Regions from separate parts of the Pan troglodytes genome. Here region 2 is linked to region 1. A link is a contact called in public Hi-C data. All regions are on one chromosome and are shown on one strand. Each heading gives the region's core, a stretch centred on a gene start, on an enhancer-like site or on the middle of the called end of the contact. The rest is flanking DNA. Distances are from core to core; before and after follow the strand shown. Region 1 overlaps CEP164 (centrosomal protein 164). Region 2 holds the start of DSCAML1 (DS cell adhesion molecule like 1).

Evidence for each region. A called contact is a pair of places that touch in the nucleus more often than the background predicts.
Region 2: a Hi-C map of induced pluripotent stem cells shows a contact between it and region 1, with 3 times the contacts expected there. The contact joins the promoter of DSCAML1 here to the enhancer-like site in region 1. A contact is called at or near these places in 3 of 7 Hi-C or Micro-C datasets (induced pluripotent stem cells and stem cell-derived neural progenitor cells) and 1 of 1 other capture datasets (stem cell-derived neural stem cells).

Annotation. Positions count from the first base shown.
Region 1 is chr9:119,385,626-119,388,871 of NHGRI_mPanTro3-v2.0_pri, forward strand. The region is part of intron 34 of CEP164 (centrosomal protein 164); the gene reads left to right. It overlaps DSCAML1 (DS cell adhesion molecule like 1), which reads right to left. Exons shown (of 33, transcript XM_001158737.6): 21 at 1,902-2,055. Among named protein-coding and RNA genes, the nearest start is that of CEP164, 120 kb to the left of the region's middle. Within about 2 kb of position 1,721, at least 8 of the 24 cell types and tissues checked have an H3K27ac peak or open chromatin away from gene starts, as enhancers often do. A contact at or near this core is called in induced pluripotent stem cells, where this site is marked.
Region 2 is chr9:119,738,019-119,741,281 of NHGRI_mPanTro3-v2.0_pri, forward strand. It overlaps DSCAML1 (DS cell adhesion molecule like 1), which reads right to left and starts at 1,537. Exons shown (of 33, transcript XM_001158737.6): 1 at 1,339-1,537. The coding sequence starts at 1,384. The region is part of intron 1 of CD3E (CD3 epsilon subunit of T-cell receptor complex); the gene reads left to right.

The DNA of each region.
Region 1 (3,246 bases), core at 471-2,970:
TGGGTGTGTATGTGCATCTGCATGTGAGTGTGTGGATGTGTGTGTATGTGTGTGTGCAGATGCGTGTTTGTGCACATGCATGTGAGTGTGCATGTTAGTGTGTATGCATATGTGAGTGCACGTGTATGCATGCATGTATGCGTGTGTATATGCATGTGCATATGCGTGTATGCATGTAGTGTGTATGGTGTGTGTATGCGTGTGTATGCGTGTGCATGTGTGTGCATGTATTAGTGTCTAGTGTGTGCGCGTGTGTATGCGTGTGCATGTGTGTGCATGTATTAGTGTGTATAGTGCGTATGTGTGTATATGTGTGTGCATATGTGTATGCATGTATTAGTGTGTATAGTGTGTGTGTGCATGTGTGTATGCATGTATTAGTGTGTATAGTGTGTGTATGCATGTGTATGCACATTAGTATGTGTATGTGCGTAAGTGTATGAGTGTGGGTCTGTATGTATAAGTGTGTGCGCGTGCATATGCATGTGTTTGTGCGTGTGCACATGTATGTGAGTGTGCAGTGTGTGTGTGCGTGTGTGTGTATGGGGGAAGGGGGCAGGAGTGGTTGTCTTTCCCACGTCACAGGGCAGCTGTGAGGTGATGCTGTGTGAATGTGTTCTAGGAAGTCCACAGCTCTCTAGGACCGTGTTTATTTAATGCCCCCAGGAGAAGAGGCCAGCCTTCTGCAAAGATGCCCAGCCCTCACACTCCTGCCTCTGGGCCAGTGCTAGCTGTTCTGGAAGGGTGATAGGCTTTAGGCCCCTTCCCTTCCTGAAGAAGAGGTTGGTGGTAGGGGTTAGGGGGTGGTAGGAGGTGCTGAGGCTGTGTGGAAAGAGCCCTGACTTGGCGCTGGGAGAGCTAGCTCACTCCTTCCCGGTTGTCTTTGCAGCCCATGCCACTCCTGCCTCAGGTTGCTCAGCTGTGGAATGGGTCAACAAGCCCTGCTGGCAGGGCAGGTGGAAGCCCCTGGCCCACCGTAGGCCCTCGATCAGATGCTGGCTGGCTCTGAGCCCGCGGCAGGGTAGGGCTTGGGGCTCTTATGTTTGGGCCAAGAGAAGCTTGAGTAGCCCCGGTAGGGTGGCCAGGCTGCGCAGGCACCACCTCCTCTCGTCTGGGCTGCGGTGGATAAGAGAGTGGGGGAGTGAGGAGGGGCCCAGGGAGGCCCAGCGGCAAGTAGAGGACCTGCGGTCCTGGGCTAGTTGTGGCCAGTTCCTACGCCCCAGGGAGAGGCAGACGCTCAGCCTTGCAGCTCTATCTGCGCGGCTGCTGCAGCTTGCCCTGGGGATGAGGCCTTGGAAGTGTCATTCCTCTGAAAAGTGGGGGTGCAGCCCCCATGGCACACTCATGTGCCGGTCAGAGATTCAGTGGGGCACTCCCTAAGAGGGTCTGATTCTAGCCCAGAGCCTTCCTTCACAGCACGCGCTGCGTAAAGGTCTGCGGATCGCAGGAATCCGCCATCGCCGGAATCACCCCTGCCCGGTGTCCAGTTCAGCACGGGGGCTCTCCTTTGAGCCTCAGCTGCTCTGTGGAAGCAGCACACCCGGCTGTAGGCACCTCTGGAGGAGCTGAGCATTGGGACAAAGGCCCGGCTTTGAATTGGGGGTAGAGGCGACTCCCCTTTTTTCAAGCTGGGAGTAGGGTTTGGACCTCGGGAACTGAGTGCACCCTGTCCACCCGCCCCAGGCAAGAGCTGGAGGCAGCCTGTTGTGAGGCTTTGCTGGAGTCAGGGGGCAGCAGAGGCCCAGTCTTGGTGTGTGCGGGAGGCAGGCGGGTGGCCAGTTCCTCACAGCTGGGTGGCAGATAAAGCGAAGCAGGCAGAGACCCTGTCTGGGGAGAACCAGGATTCTGTAAGGGAGCTTTTGGAAGTGTTTGCCCCTCTGCCACAGCCTCAGGCTTCTCACCCTTGCCAGCAGGCTCGATGGTCACCTTCTCGCTGCTGTTGCCCCGGCCGGCAGAGGTGACGGCGGCCACCCACAGCAGATACTGCTGACCGCGGTTTAGGTGGGCGATCCGGTAGAAGAGCTGCTCTGGACTCGTCTCGTACTCGCTGGGAGCCTGCGGGGCAGAGGCAAAGAGGCTCTAAGAAGCAGAACTGGGGCCCTCCAGCATCCAAATCTTCCTCAGTGCCCGGGGCTCAGAGGAGAGGATGGCGGGGTCAGATGCGAGGCAGGATTCTGTCCTATTTGCCCTTTCCAAGTTTTAGAGATGCAGCGGACAGAGTGTGCCCTGGGTTTGGTCCCTGGGAGCTGATGGGCCTGCCTCGTGGTGTTGCTGGGTCAGCCTCAGTTTACCTCTTTAACTGATCCACGCTCTGGCAGCTGTGGCTCAGGCCAGAGGATGTGAGTACTTTAGGTGAGGGACGGGGTAGCCAGGAGAAGGGAGAATGGGGGACAGGGGGTCCCAGGAAAGCCCTGAGGAAAGAGTCTTCAGGAAGAAGGCAAATGACTGCCTCTGCCTGATGAGGGTTGGAGACAGGCTGCTGCAGCCTGCCCTGGCTCCCGTCACCTCCTAGCCCTGCCGTCTAATTACCACTCCTGCATTTTGCAGGCAGCATGCCCGCCCGTCCAGGGAGGAGGGGGCGGGAGAAGGAACTATGAAAGCTTTACTGGGTAGCACTTTATTAATGATTATTAGTGGTATAGATCACCATATATATTTGTAGGTTATACAAATCTATAAAATTTTTTTTTAACAAAATGACAGTTTTGACAAGTTGCCAACAAAACAATATCGGATCCCAGTGGTTTTACCAGTTGCTTTGATGAAAAGATTATGTTGCCTTGGAAACCAGAGGCTCAGATATTGAAATGAATTTGAGAAGGAGCTTTTGATAAGCGCTAGTTTGCAGACCTCCTGTCAGCCTCTTCCCTGGCACGGGCGGGATGGGGCTGACTTTCATTTTATTTTATTTTTTGGTCAGCCGCAGGGAAGGGAGAGGAGGACAGCACCAGGGCCCCTTTGAAAACAGAGCGGAAGTCCAGGGAGGGAGAGCAGCCCCAGAACAGATGGGGGCCCGAGGCCAGAGGGAGCTAATAATTAGTTATCTCTGCAGTCACAGGATCTTGCACACACACGCTCACAAGCACACACACATGTAGATGCATGCACACATGCTGAGGAACAGACCTCCAGGCATGTATGGGCACAGAGGGACATTCTTCATGCCCCATAGTGGGGCTGAGAGGCCCAATAACTTATAACAGGAGGAGACATCCTTTTTGGCCCCAGGCCATCTGCAGGGAAATG
Region 2 (3,263 bases), core at 287-2,786, 350 kb after region 1:
CGGCAGTATCTACAAATAAGGGTTATCCTCTTTTCCCCAACCCACGATGTATCGCAGTGGGCTCCGGCAGCCTGCAGACTCCAGACCCCTGGAGCACCGGCAGGGCAGGGTTGGACCCCTCCCCGGGTGGCAACCCTCCACTGGAGTGCCCTTCCTCATCGCCTTGGGGTTAAGAGTTGCCGCCCGGCCAGGGCAACAGCCAGGGCAAAGGGAGAGAGAAGCCGCCCCGGGGCGAGAAGGAGAAAAGTTAGAGGGCTGAACAGGTGACGCTGAGCTTGTTGGAGCGTGTGTGCTCCACCGCGCAAGGGCGCGGAGTTCGGCCGCCTCATCTCCCGCCATCTGCGCGCCCGGGGGCACGTCCTCTGCGATAGCCTGGAACCCAGACTACCCGCGCCTGCCTGGTCCCGACTCAGTGCCCAGGTGGCTTCAGTCGGAAATGTCTGCCCTCTTCCAACCTCCCGATCCCGGCTGCCTTGCGGATCAGGTACGCAGCGCCCCAGCCGCAGGTCTGGACATGCCGGACACCTGGACCCACCCCTAGCAACCCCCTCTCTCCGGGAAGAGGGACACGCCCCCCAGCCTGAAGACTTGTCCCCAGGTCCAACTGGCCAGGCGCGGAAGCGGAGAATCTCGCACCTTGGGGCGCGCTGCCAGAGGTGGCCACGGTGGCGCACCAAGCCGGGGCTAGAGCCGGGGCAGAGGGGTGGGGTAGGGCCGGGGGAGGGTGACCTCTGGGTTTGGAGAACAAACTTGCTATCCGAGGGACCTCCAGCTCTCGGGACTCTCACTATCCCCACCCTGCCTCCAGCCAATGCGCGGATAAGCGCCATGCGGTGCGCCAACATTCGCGCCAGGGCTGGGGTCCGCGGCGGGAGAGGGGCGCACGGACATAGCGGAGGAATCAGCCGCCGAGTCCGAGGCCTGAATAAGCGAGGACTCCTAGGTCAAGAGTCACGGCCAGAGGACCCCTCGACTCGGAGGGCACTCCGGGGTCCCAGTGCCACCAAGCCGCAGGAAGAGGGCAAGGGGCTGGGGGAGGGGTCCAGGGCAGAACTGCCGCCGTGCAGGGAGCAGGGAGATGAGGGGCTCCTTCGCCACCACCCCTACGGGCGCGCCCCAAAACGGCAGACGCGGGTGGCTGGCGGAGCGGTCGGGGGCTGACTCTCACTCAGCCCCTGTCAGGGTGCCTTCCCCGCCCCGCTGCGCCCCACCCGGGGTCTTGCACCCCGGTCGGTCCCCCCCCACGCACCTGGAGCCCGCCGAGCACCCCGCCTCGCCGCCAGCCGCGCCACCCTGGCCCCGCCGCCTCCGCCGCCCAGCCGCCCGCGCAGGTCTCACCTTTGTGTAAAGAGTCCAGGAGCAGGAGGAAAGTTACCAGCCACATGCCATAAAGAGGCCCTATTCTCCGGGGAGGTGGTCCTGTGGCCGGCCGTGCGGCAGCGCCTCTCCCCCGCTCAGCGCGCTCCCAGCCGCCCGCACTCCGCGCCCCGCTCTCTCTGCTCCTCAGCCCAGCGCTCGGCTGCGGCGGCGGCTCCTCCCTCCTCGGCTCCCCGGCTCCTGTCATCCGCGGGGCTGGGCTAGGCGGCCGCTCTCCCCGCCCCCCCGCGGCACCCCGGGTGGTGAGCGCCGCGCGAGCCCGGAGCCCAGACGGACCCCAGCCCCACAAGCCCAGGAACAGGAGCGGCGGCCCGGGCCAGACCGCCCCGACCCGGCTCCGCTGTCTGAGAGGCGAGGGGTCCCTGTCACCCACCGGCTTGGAGCCTGTGGTCGCAGACAGGCATGTGTCATCCATGTGCCAAGAGCCTGCCATGCTTCAGCCAAGGATGCCCGGTTTCTACTGGCCTAAGTCACCTGGGACACGAGCTTCCTGCCTCTTTCGGACTCAGCTTACCCGGCCCCCACTCCCTCCCCGGGAGGAGCATGGACGCTCTGGGTAGAATCCCAGGCTTTTCAGTGCTGTCTGGTGCTACTCCCCACCCCAAAGTTCATAGCTGCCCTTCCAACCCCTCGTGACTTCCGCAAGCCTGCCCTCCGGAGAACCCCAGATGAGTCCAGCCACCCCCTGGCACTCTGTTCGAATTTTCCTCAGCACTTGGCACATTGTGACTATTTAAACGGTTATTCACAATGAGCAGTTTAATGTCTACTCTACTGTGTATCTTCCTCCTTTGTCTTCACCTACCCACCCCTATAGCTTTCCTGCCTGGCAGAAATTGGCTTATTCCTTACACTCATCTTTATGAAGGTGGCATAGAATAGGACTGGAGTGAGGGCGTCTTCTTAGTGACCAAATGAATGTTGAGCACCTGCTGTGTCAGGCACTGGCTCGGGCACTGGCGACTCAGGCATGGCTGGGCCAGGTCTGCTGTAAAAGGTCAATATGGTTGGAAAGCCCTCCTTTCGTCTTAATTCCAAAATAAGAGGATACATAGAACCCAGAGAAGGGATCCCTGAGAATGGCCTATGAGCCAGGACTGTAGCTCCCTTTGCAGGGTCATGGAAGCTGCTTTGAGTATGCCCTGACAATTGGGCTGTACCTGGGCAGACTCTAAGGTGTGGAGTGCGAAGTTTGGAGGGAGAGAAGGGGTCCACTGGCTAGCTGCATTTGCCAGAGGAAGAAAATTTACTTCCTCGAAATGTGCGGCCTAAGTTCACATGGGAGAATTGGGACTCCTCACTCCCAGGTTTTGCCAAAATATCCCTAGAAATTTTAACTAAATTTTGAAAAGTGTGTTTTTTATATGTTAAAATGTACATAACATAAAATTTACCATTTTAACCATTTGAAGTGTACTATTCTGTGGCATTAAATACATTCACGATGTGCAACCATCATCACTTACCATTTCCAAAACTTTTTCATCATCCCAGAGTCCTGCACCCATTAAATAATAACTCCCCCTTCCCCTCCCCTCCCCCAGCTCCTGGCAACCACTATTCTACTTTCTGTCTCTATGAAGTTGCTTATTCTAGGTACCTCATAAGTGAGATCATAAAGTATGTATCCTTTTGTGCTTGGCTTACTTCACTCAGCATAATGTTTTCAAGGTTCAGCCTTTAAACGGGTGAGAAAATTGGGGCTTAGCTTGTTCAAGGCCACCAAGGTTGTATCAGAAGAGAGACTAGAACCCAAGCCTCCCGACTCCAGAGCAGAGCTTGCTCTATAAGCTGCAGCATCCCTCGGTGGCTCAGCTCCTCATGCAAAATCACCACCCTGAAACAATTTGCAGGAGGTGTTTTGTCATCTGGAAACACAGGCATAG